2 separate regions of the Mus musculus genome follow, and region 2 is linked to region 1. A link is a contact called in public HiChIP or PLAC-seq data. All regions are on one chromosome and are shown on one strand. The core of a region is the stretch at or near the end of the contact, and the rest is flanking DNA. Distances in the headings are between cores, read along the strand shown. Region 1 holds the start of Hoxb7 (homeobox B7). Region 2 overlaps Skap1 (src family associated phosphoprotein 1).

The links. HiChIP or PLAC-seq counts read pairs in DNA pulled down with a chosen protein or histone mark.
Region 2: a contact with region 1 is called in an H3K4me3 HiChIP or PLAC-seq map of stem cell-derived neural progenitor cells, with 42 read pairs. The contact joins the enhancer-like site here to the promoter of Hoxb7 in region 1. A contact is called at or near these places in 21 of 39 promoter capture datasets (3T3-L1-derived adipocytes, the C10 cell line, the HPC-7 cell line and 13 more), 6 of 484 Hi-C or Micro-C datasets (the AML12 cell line, embryonic fibroblasts, embryonic stem cells and 3 more), 13 of 115 datasets of contacts at active chromatin or transcription factors (craniofacial prominence, embryonic basal ganglia, embryonic forebrain and 7 more) and 5 of 9 other capture datasets (adipose tissue, embryonic trunk, liver and 2 more).

What each region holds. Positions count from the first base shown.
Region 1 is chr11:96,284,217-96,288,363 of GRCm38.p6, forward strand. It overlaps Hoxb7 (homeobox B7), which reads left to right and starts at 2,430. Exons shown (of 2, transcript NM_010460.2): 1 at 2,430-2,911. The coding sequence starts at 2,512. Hoxb8 (homeobox B8) reads left to right here. Exons shown (of 2, transcript NM_010461.2): 2 at 1-1,109. The coding sequence ends at 254.
Region 2 is chr11:96,710,997-96,715,261 of GRCm38.p6, forward strand. Skap1 (src family associated phosphoprotein 1) reads left to right here. Exons shown (of 12, transcript NM_001177899.1): 9 at 2,021-2,206. Among named protein-coding and RNA genes, the nearest start is that of Snx11, 64 kb to the right of the region's middle. Within about 2 kb of position 2,450, at least 21 of the 459 cell types and tissues checked have an H3K27ac peak or open chromatin away from gene starts, as enhancers often do. A contact at or near this core is called in embryonic stem cells and stem cell-derived neural progenitor cells, where this site is marked.

The DNA.
Region 1 (4,147 bases), core at 1,180-3,679:
AGCTGGAGAAGGAGTTCCTATTTAATCCCTATCTGACTCGCAAGCGGAGGATCGAGGTATCGCACGCGCTGGGACTGACAGAGAGACAGGTCAAAATCTGGTTCCAGAATCGGAGAATGAAGTGGAAAAAGGAGAACAACAAAGACAAGTTTCCCAGCAGTAAATGCGAGCAGGAGGAGCTGGAGAAAGAGAAGCTGGAGCGGGCACCAGAGACCGCCGAGCAGGGCGATGCGCAGAAGGGTGACAAGAAGTAGGCTCCAGCTGGGACTGCTCGGGCCCGGACTAGCCCGCACGTCCGCCGGTCCCCCCCGCGACCACGCCGCCGCCGCCCGCCCCCCGCCTCCGAGAGCTCCGGCCCCGCGAGCGGAGCCAGGAGCTGGGCCTCCCACAGCAGCGTCCCCCGCCGCGCCAGTCCCCGCTAGTGGTAGTATCTCGTAATAGCTTCTGTGTGTGAGCTACCGTGGATCTCCTTCCCTTCTCTTGGGGGTCCGGGGGGAAAAAAAGAAAAGGATTTTAAGCAAGGACTCCCTCGTCCTGCGAGGGTGATCGACTGCGGCCTGGCAGAACCCCCTCGCCCCCGCCCCATGTAAAAAAGCCTCCTTGTGCAATGGTCTGTTTCCTTTGAACGTGCTTCTTTGTAATGACCGAGGTACCGATTTCTGCTAAGTTTTCCCAACAACATGAAACTGCCTATTCACGCCGTAATTCTTTCTGTCTCCCGCTCACTTTCTCTCTTTCTCTCGCTCTCTTTCTCTCACCGCGTCCCCATCTTTCCTCGCAACCCCCTCTCCCCGCTGCCCTCCCTAGCTGGCTTTCTCTCTTGCTTCTCTCTTTTCCTCCTGTCCCCCCACCCCCACCCCCTTTGGTTTGACAATTTTGTCTTAAGTGTTTCTCAAAAGAGATTACTTTAGTTAGCATGCGCGCTGTGAGCATTGTTAAAAGTGTTCTTAGGTTTACTGTGAAGAGAATGTATCCTGTATCTGTGAATTGCTTTATGGGGGGGAGGGAGGGCTAATTATATATTTTGTTGTTCCTCTATACTTTGTTCTGTTGTCTGCGCCTGAAAAGGGCGGAAGAGTTACAATAAAGTTTACAAGCGAGAACCCGAGACTGGCCCGGGCCGCCGCTCCTCATTCGCTCCTAGGCGCCTTGCAGGGCTGGGGGTGGGGGGGAGCTGGTCAGCAGGCTCCTGGGCTGGCCTAGGCTAGGTCGCTGAGAGGAGGGGGCGGGGGCGGGGGCTGGAAGCAGGTGGTGCGAGTCCCTGGGCCCAGGGGCGCAGGGGGTGAGGGAGGCGGCTGAACGTGATTGGAGGAGAGAGGATCGAGGGAGGGGAGCCAAGAGAAACCCCCTCCCCTTGCATTCTGAGGCTGAAGGACCAGGGAGACTCCAGCGCCCAGGCCGCTCTTGGGAAGAGATCTACCCAGGCTGGTGGCTAGTGTCCCCCGCCGCTTTTCTCTTTGTTTCCGTGTGTGTGTGTGTGTGTGTGTGTGTGTGTGTGTGTGTGTGTGTGTGTTTGGGGGGGGGGGTACGGGGGGGTGAGAAAGATGCAGCGCAAGACTTCTGAGTTTCTATTTCCATTTTTTCCTTGGACTCAGGTTGGGGAAACAGGAGCAGAGGGAAGCGGTTCCTCCCTACCTCCCCTCTCTGGGACGTCGTCACTTTCTCCCAGTTTCTAGGCCTCGGCTTGCCGCAGCCTTCCTTCCTTCGTTGCTTCTGCCTTCCTGGCAGCCACGCTCCAGTGAGTGAGGCATCCGCCTTCCGGAACCGGGAAAGCAGCGAGCCGGACCCAAGCCTCCTTCCTCCCTTCCTTTTTCTCCCAGCCCCCATTCCATTCTTTTTAAATTTTGTATATCTTTTTATTGTCATCAGAAATCTCAGCGTCCAACGCCTTATTGGGTTGGATCTCTGCCTTAGGGACGCCTTGGTCACATCTAGTTACTACAACTGGGGCACTAAGACAACCGGGAGGCCAGGCTCGCCTCCTCTTGGGAGAAGAGCAGCAGCTCGGATGAATTAACCCAAATTAATAAATATTCGGCCAGCACCCACCCACCAAGTTGCGAACATTCAATCCCTGCGTCTCTCTCGCTCTGTAACCGGCTGGGGGAAATGGGTGGGGGATGACAACACGGTTCCCTCAGAGGTTATTTATTTTCTCTTCCACTCAATTCCTTCTTCCCCAAATCTCGCCTGCAAGCTGCCTCCAGCCCGCGGGGGTCGACAGCGGCCCTTAAGCCCCCAGCCCCAATCCGCAGAGCTCGGCCTTCCCATTCATTATTGATCATATTTTATAAATCCAACGCCACACAATTTTTTCCACATTACTGGGAGCCTCCGGGAGGCCGTCATACCATTGGCCGAGGGGATATCACGTGGGCCGGGGTCACGTGGTCAGAAGAGGAAAAAGGGGGTCCTTTTGGTGTAAATCTGGACTCTAATTCTGTAATATATCAAGGAATCTCGTAAAACCGACACTAAAACGTCCCCGACTACAAATCATCCGGCCAAATTATGAGTTCATTGTATTATGCGAATGCTTTATTTTCTAAATATCCAGCCGCAAGTTCGGTTTTCGCTCCAGGAGCCTTCCCCGAACAAACTTCTTGCGCCTTTGCTTCCAACCCCCAGCGCCCGGGCTATGGAGCAGGTCCGGGCGCTCCTTTCTCCGCCTCGGTGCAGGGTCTGTACTCCGGCGGGGGGGCCATGGCGGGCCAGAGCGCGGCTGGCGTCTATGCGGCCGGCTACGGGCTCGAACCGAGTTCCTTCAACATGCACTGCGCGCCCTTTGAGCAGAACCTCTCCGGGGTGTGTCCGGGCGACCCCGCCAAGGCGGCTGGCGCCAAGGAGCAGAGGGACTCGGACTTGGCGGCCGAGAGTAACTTCCGGATCTACCCCTGGATGCGAAGCTCAGGTAAAGCCGCGCTCTGAGCGGTCCCGAGCCGCAGTGTCCGGGCCACGGTCCCCAGAAGGGCTCCCTTCCGGCCAGGGCACCCTTCTCTGTGTCCAGGTTATTCCCGGCTGCAGATCGGCCATTGCCACGCCGTTTAAGTCTGGGCTGGGACCACGCGCGCCACCCCCACTCCCAGTTTTGCTCAGTGCTCTCAGGCCCTAGCGGATCTCTTTTTGCCGACGCCACAGAGCTCAAAGCCCCCAGCCCGCCCCCAACCCTTCCTCCCGGCCTTTTAGCTTTAAATATTTATCAGCAGCGCCGGCACGGGCTGGAGACGAGGCCGTTTGTCTTGCCTAGAAAGGCTGGGGTTTGCAGAGAATAGCCATTAGGGTCTTTCTCTTCTCTCTCCCCCCTTCCCTGCCTGAGAGCTCAGTTCTGGGTGTGTCCCCCCAGCCCTAGCTTGGGCAAGATATGGAGGAGGGGGCCATGGCGCTAAGCGATTCTCCCCTCCCCCTTCCTTTCTAGCCAACCCCGCTCCCCCATTATTCCCATCAGGACAATTAGAGGTGGGCTCTAGAGGCCTGGTGGGATGGGGGAGAGGAAACAGAAGAGATGAGGACCCAGACAGGGACACAGAGTCAAAGAGTGGTGAAGGAGTTAGTCTGAGACCCAGAGCGATGAGTCTACTGACCCCCACCTCCTGATGGACTTAGAAGGCCCGTCAGCTCCCCAGGAGAGCATAGGTTGTTTGTTATTTTTTTTTTCCAGGTGTCTTTCCAAGGGCTCTGTGGGCCCCTGAGGAACAGCCAAGTTTGGTGGTATCACTCCAGAAAGATGACTCTCCTCTTGGGGAGGGCTAGGACTCTTCAGAACCAAATCAAGATTTAGGGAGTGCACGATGCTTTAAGAACCATAGGTTTTCTTCCCTCAGGTCTCCTTCACAGCTTCCTCGCACACCTTTTACATTTCCCCGAGGCAGGTGGGCTTGGGAGCCAACTCCAAGGCTCAGAAGACCCAACCGGGCCAGAGACTCCTATACTCATGGGCTTGGGGGCCACGAGGAAACCATTTCTTGACTATTGTTCTTCACGGTTCCTGTTACCTACCCTGTAATTGAACTGACCTTCCAGTTGGTTTATCAAAGTCCCTCCCCCCCCCCACCTCGTAAATATTTCAGCTTGGCTTATAGCTGACTTGAAATTAAGGTCCTTAGCCTCTCTCCCCTCTCCTGTCTCCTTCCCAAGAGGGCGGATACCA
Region 2 (4,265 bases), core at 1,200-3,699, 430 kb after region 1:
GCTAAAAGTTTCTCTAAGTGTTTTTTTCCTGGCTCTCTTACCTACCCTACGTGGCCTTTAAATATAACAACAAATAGTATCCTGTAAGAATGGGAAGAAAAGGCGTCAGGTCACCTCTGATGTCATAGCTCACCCACTGACACCATGTAGACAAGCCACTAATCGTCATTTGGGAAAGATTCAGAAAGCTGCTTAGCTAAGTGTCCTCTCCCCACTTCACCCCTTTTATCTGCAAAGGTAATCCTGCATAGTAATCGTCATGTCATTGAGATCCAAGTCCTTCCTCTCCTGTTTTCCCTTTCTGTTAAAAAGTTGAGTTTTAAACTCATCTAGGTGGCTGTCAGGGACACTGGACATTAAAAATAAATGGTCGTTTCCCAAGCCACAATAAAATGTACCTTGCCTTGGGAATGGCAAGAGCCCTGCCTGAAGAGGTTAAAGGCTGTTCTTAGAGTACCCTCTGCTGGCCAGCCAGAAGGCCTGGTGCAGCAGCCACAATGGCCCAGGAAGCCTTCCCCTGAGAGTGACCAAACAGGTAGATTTGGCCTAAGAGGACCTTCATACACCATCATACGAGCCTCAGTAAGATGCAAGAACACCAACTCCGTACGTGGCCCATGTCTCAAGGAGAAACACAATCCACCTAAAAACACCAAGCTTTCTCATCACGGTTTATTATTCTGCCGTAAGATTTTATGGTGGATAAAAAAGAAGAAAGCGCCCCAGCCTTAATTACAAGAATTGCCTCTTTTCCTCAGTTATACCTCTGCTATCACAAAAACAAACTACTGCGTGCACCAGCAGCATCCCATATAATAGGCTGGAGCTAGGCAGACACGGGCGTTGATGGTGAGGCTACAGGGTACACTCTCATCTAGGTGCCTAGGATTTATGCGTGTAATATACCCCTAAGTGTATAAACCTCAATAAAACTCAAAGCAGCTTTATTGAGCTGTACCCTGTGGTACTTTCAGAATCTCACATTGAAGAAATTATTCATTCCATTTTATTTTAAAACAAACAAAATAATAACATATGGTTTCAGCCGCAAATGTGCCTTTGATCCTTTCCTCCTATGAAGTCGCCGGAATTCAGATGAAATTTGTTGGGAAATCTTTATTAAAAGCCTAATCAAGCCAAGCAGTTTTATTGTGCTTCGAAATGAACCGTTCCTGTCTCTCCATCCTTCCTGTCCCCAGAGTATGCTCAGTGTGCTCGCTGGGTCCTGCAGCGGCCCCTCGGTGGTGGGGTGGGGGTGGGGGTGGGGGTTCCGGGAGCACACTGAAGGCAGAGAACAAGCTTCCCATCCCCCTATCAGAATTGAAACCAATCTTTCTCCCCGCCCTGGTGCTCACCAGTGCGGTAATGGCTGAACACCCCCTCCTCAGTGACCCACTTTGAGGTCATCCAGGCCGCAAAAGGACATGGTAACTGTGCTGTTTGGCCATTCCGTCTGGTCACACCACGGTTGTGTTTTCCCGTGCCCCCATTTCTTTTCTTCTGCTGCTTTTCCTCATTTGTTTTTCTTCCCTCTCCACGAACAAATTTGTCTGAATTCCACAGTGAGACCACCGGGAAATGAACGTCTGAGAGCTCAGACTCCGCCATATTGCCTGGGCTCTGTCACCCTGGCCAACTTGGAGCCATCGCTCACCGATCCGGTTTTCTGCTTGGCGAGCAGAGCATAGGACACAGGCAATGCCTCGCCTGGCCTATTTTCTTCCTTTCACCTTGCGTTTCCGTTCCCATACCCATACTTTTCTGGGCTGCTTCATCCTGACCACGTTTTATTGCCAGGGAGGATTTATGTTGGTGGGTTAAACCTGATGCAGTGACGGGCTGGCCTTTTCTGTAGATTTCCTGCCACTGAGGCCCGCATTAGAAATAACAGCCCTTAACCTAGTGTTTCATTTTCTCCTGACATGTTTTATTCTCATCCCTCCTCCTCTCTCACCTCCTCCTTTCCTATACTTCTTTTTTTTTCTATCTTTATTCATTCTTATCTTTGCTCCCGCTGCAGATCTTAGCTCCTTAACCATTCCCTTCGAAGAGGAGGAGGAGGAAGAGGAGGAAGAAGAGAAAGAAGAGGAAGAAATGTACAATGACGTCGATGGCTTTGACTCCCCAAGGTCTGGCTCCCAGTGCAGAGCCATGGCCTTGCCTGAGCCTACTGAGAAAGAGGAGGACATTTATGAAGTCCTACCAGGTAAGATACATCACCGGCTAACTACCCACCTCCTGCTGCTCAGAAAAACAACAACAAAAACAAAAAACTCTTGACATGCGAAAGAACGAAACAGCCCCCAAAGTTATCCCTATTCAAGGTTCACTGTCTGAAGGAGATGGTGTAAAAAGCCCGGTGACTCTGCCTTGTTCTGGGAACAAGATGAAATCCTCTTTCAGCGGTACCACGTGACGTGACGTCACTTGTTCTTGAGCCATGAAGGTTAAAGGCTAGAGACCACTCCCTCTGTTTCTCATTGGCTAGCTGTGAGTTTGGGGGTGCGTTCTCATAACTCTCTAGCCCTGGCTTACTTTCTGTAGAATCTGGAGAAGGATAAAGCATTGTCTCAAAGGTACGGAGGATTTCCAAAGTCTGGATTGTGCAGATGCCAACAATGGTCTTGATACAGTAAAACTCTGATAGAACACACCTCATCATCGCCCAGAGTCAAATCTCATCTCCTCAGAGTAAGCCTACCCTGCCTCGCCTCTCCCCGTGCTGGGGCCGGTTGACTCTGGAGCCCTCCCCTTCACAAGGCAGGCTCACTAGCATCTCAGAAAACGCACAGTCATCACTGTTCCCGCAGAGCCACTTCTGGTGGGAATCCAGCAGCTGGTGAACAGTACAGAACACAGTGGGGGTCAGACTGGAAAGCCGGAGCCTGAGCCTTTTAATTGTGAGGTATTTAGACAATGGGAAAGCTGAATCTTCAAGTCCATTCAGGAAGCGCTCCTGTGGAAATTTGCCAGGAGTTTAGTACTCTGCTAAGAAATTCAAATTAAGCCAAAATTTATAGCAATTTAAGCCTGCATCCCAGATGAACCTGGAAACTAAGGTGAACCCAACACTTAGGCCCCAGAAGACAGGGCCCCTTGCTAAAAGCATTATCAGTAAATAATTGCATCTCAAGGCTTCCTAAGAGGAGGACCCAGCCTTCTTAAGTAGGTATTCCCTATTTGTCTCTTGCCTGAGAGACAAGCGACGTCATTGCTCTCTGAGTCAAGTTGCAAGTCTGTGTGTCCTCAAAGCCCCACCAAGAAGTGTTCAATCCTCCTCAGTCCTCCAGCCTCTGCCAGACTCCACTTCCCCTGGCGGCGGCGGCGGTGGTGGTGGTTGTTGTTGTTGTTGTTGTTGTTGTGTTTTATTATGCAAATGATATCTTGGTTGAGGTCGAGCCATTTCTTGTGTCTGAAGTTAAAAAAAAAATGATAATTTCCTCAGCAAGTCATCGTCGTTAATGAAGTTTTACAAAAACAGATACAACCAAAGGAAAATAAAATTTCACAGGTGATAAATTTTTCCAATTTCCCTGGCAGAATTCGATAGGATTGTTAAATTAAGAGTGAAGGTGTCTGTTAGGAAGCAACGAGCGGTGATGGGTAATTTTATAGAGTGGAAAATTGAATCAAATTGCTACATTAAAACAGAGCTCCTCCGAGAATCTTCCTCCACAGCCTGTGCCATTGCAACAGCAGGGTGCAGAAAGCGATCTAATTCACCACACTCCCTAAAAGGAGATGCTCTCCCCAGCTTGGCCAGGATCTTCCTAGAGAGCTCACGCCAGCCCAGGTTCGGGGAAAGAGCCGGATGAGGCTTCACCTGAGGTTCCAACGATCTCCAAGCCACTCTGCCTTCTGGGCTGCAGAGAAAAGCTATGTGATGCCCAAAGAAGCCAGGGAGGATGAAACTGATGCTGGGGGGGGGGGGGGGAGTGAAGGAGAGAGACCGCAGGAAACAGGATGGGATTCCTTACTCTGGGTCAGAAGGAAGGACTGTACCACCAGCTTCTGAGTGACCAAGTTCATCCTGCCTCCTAAACACTGCTGACAAACAAGCTGAGGTCCCTAAAATGCCTCCAAACCTCCCACTGCTTATATACAAGAGTGGAGCCGGGGGCTGGTGAGATGGCTCAGTGGGTAAGAGCACCCGACTGTTCTTCCGAAGGTCCGGAGTTCAAATCCCAGCAACCACATGGTGGCTCACAACCATCCGTAACGAGATCTGGTGCCCTCTTCTGGAGTGTCTGAAGACAGCTACAGTG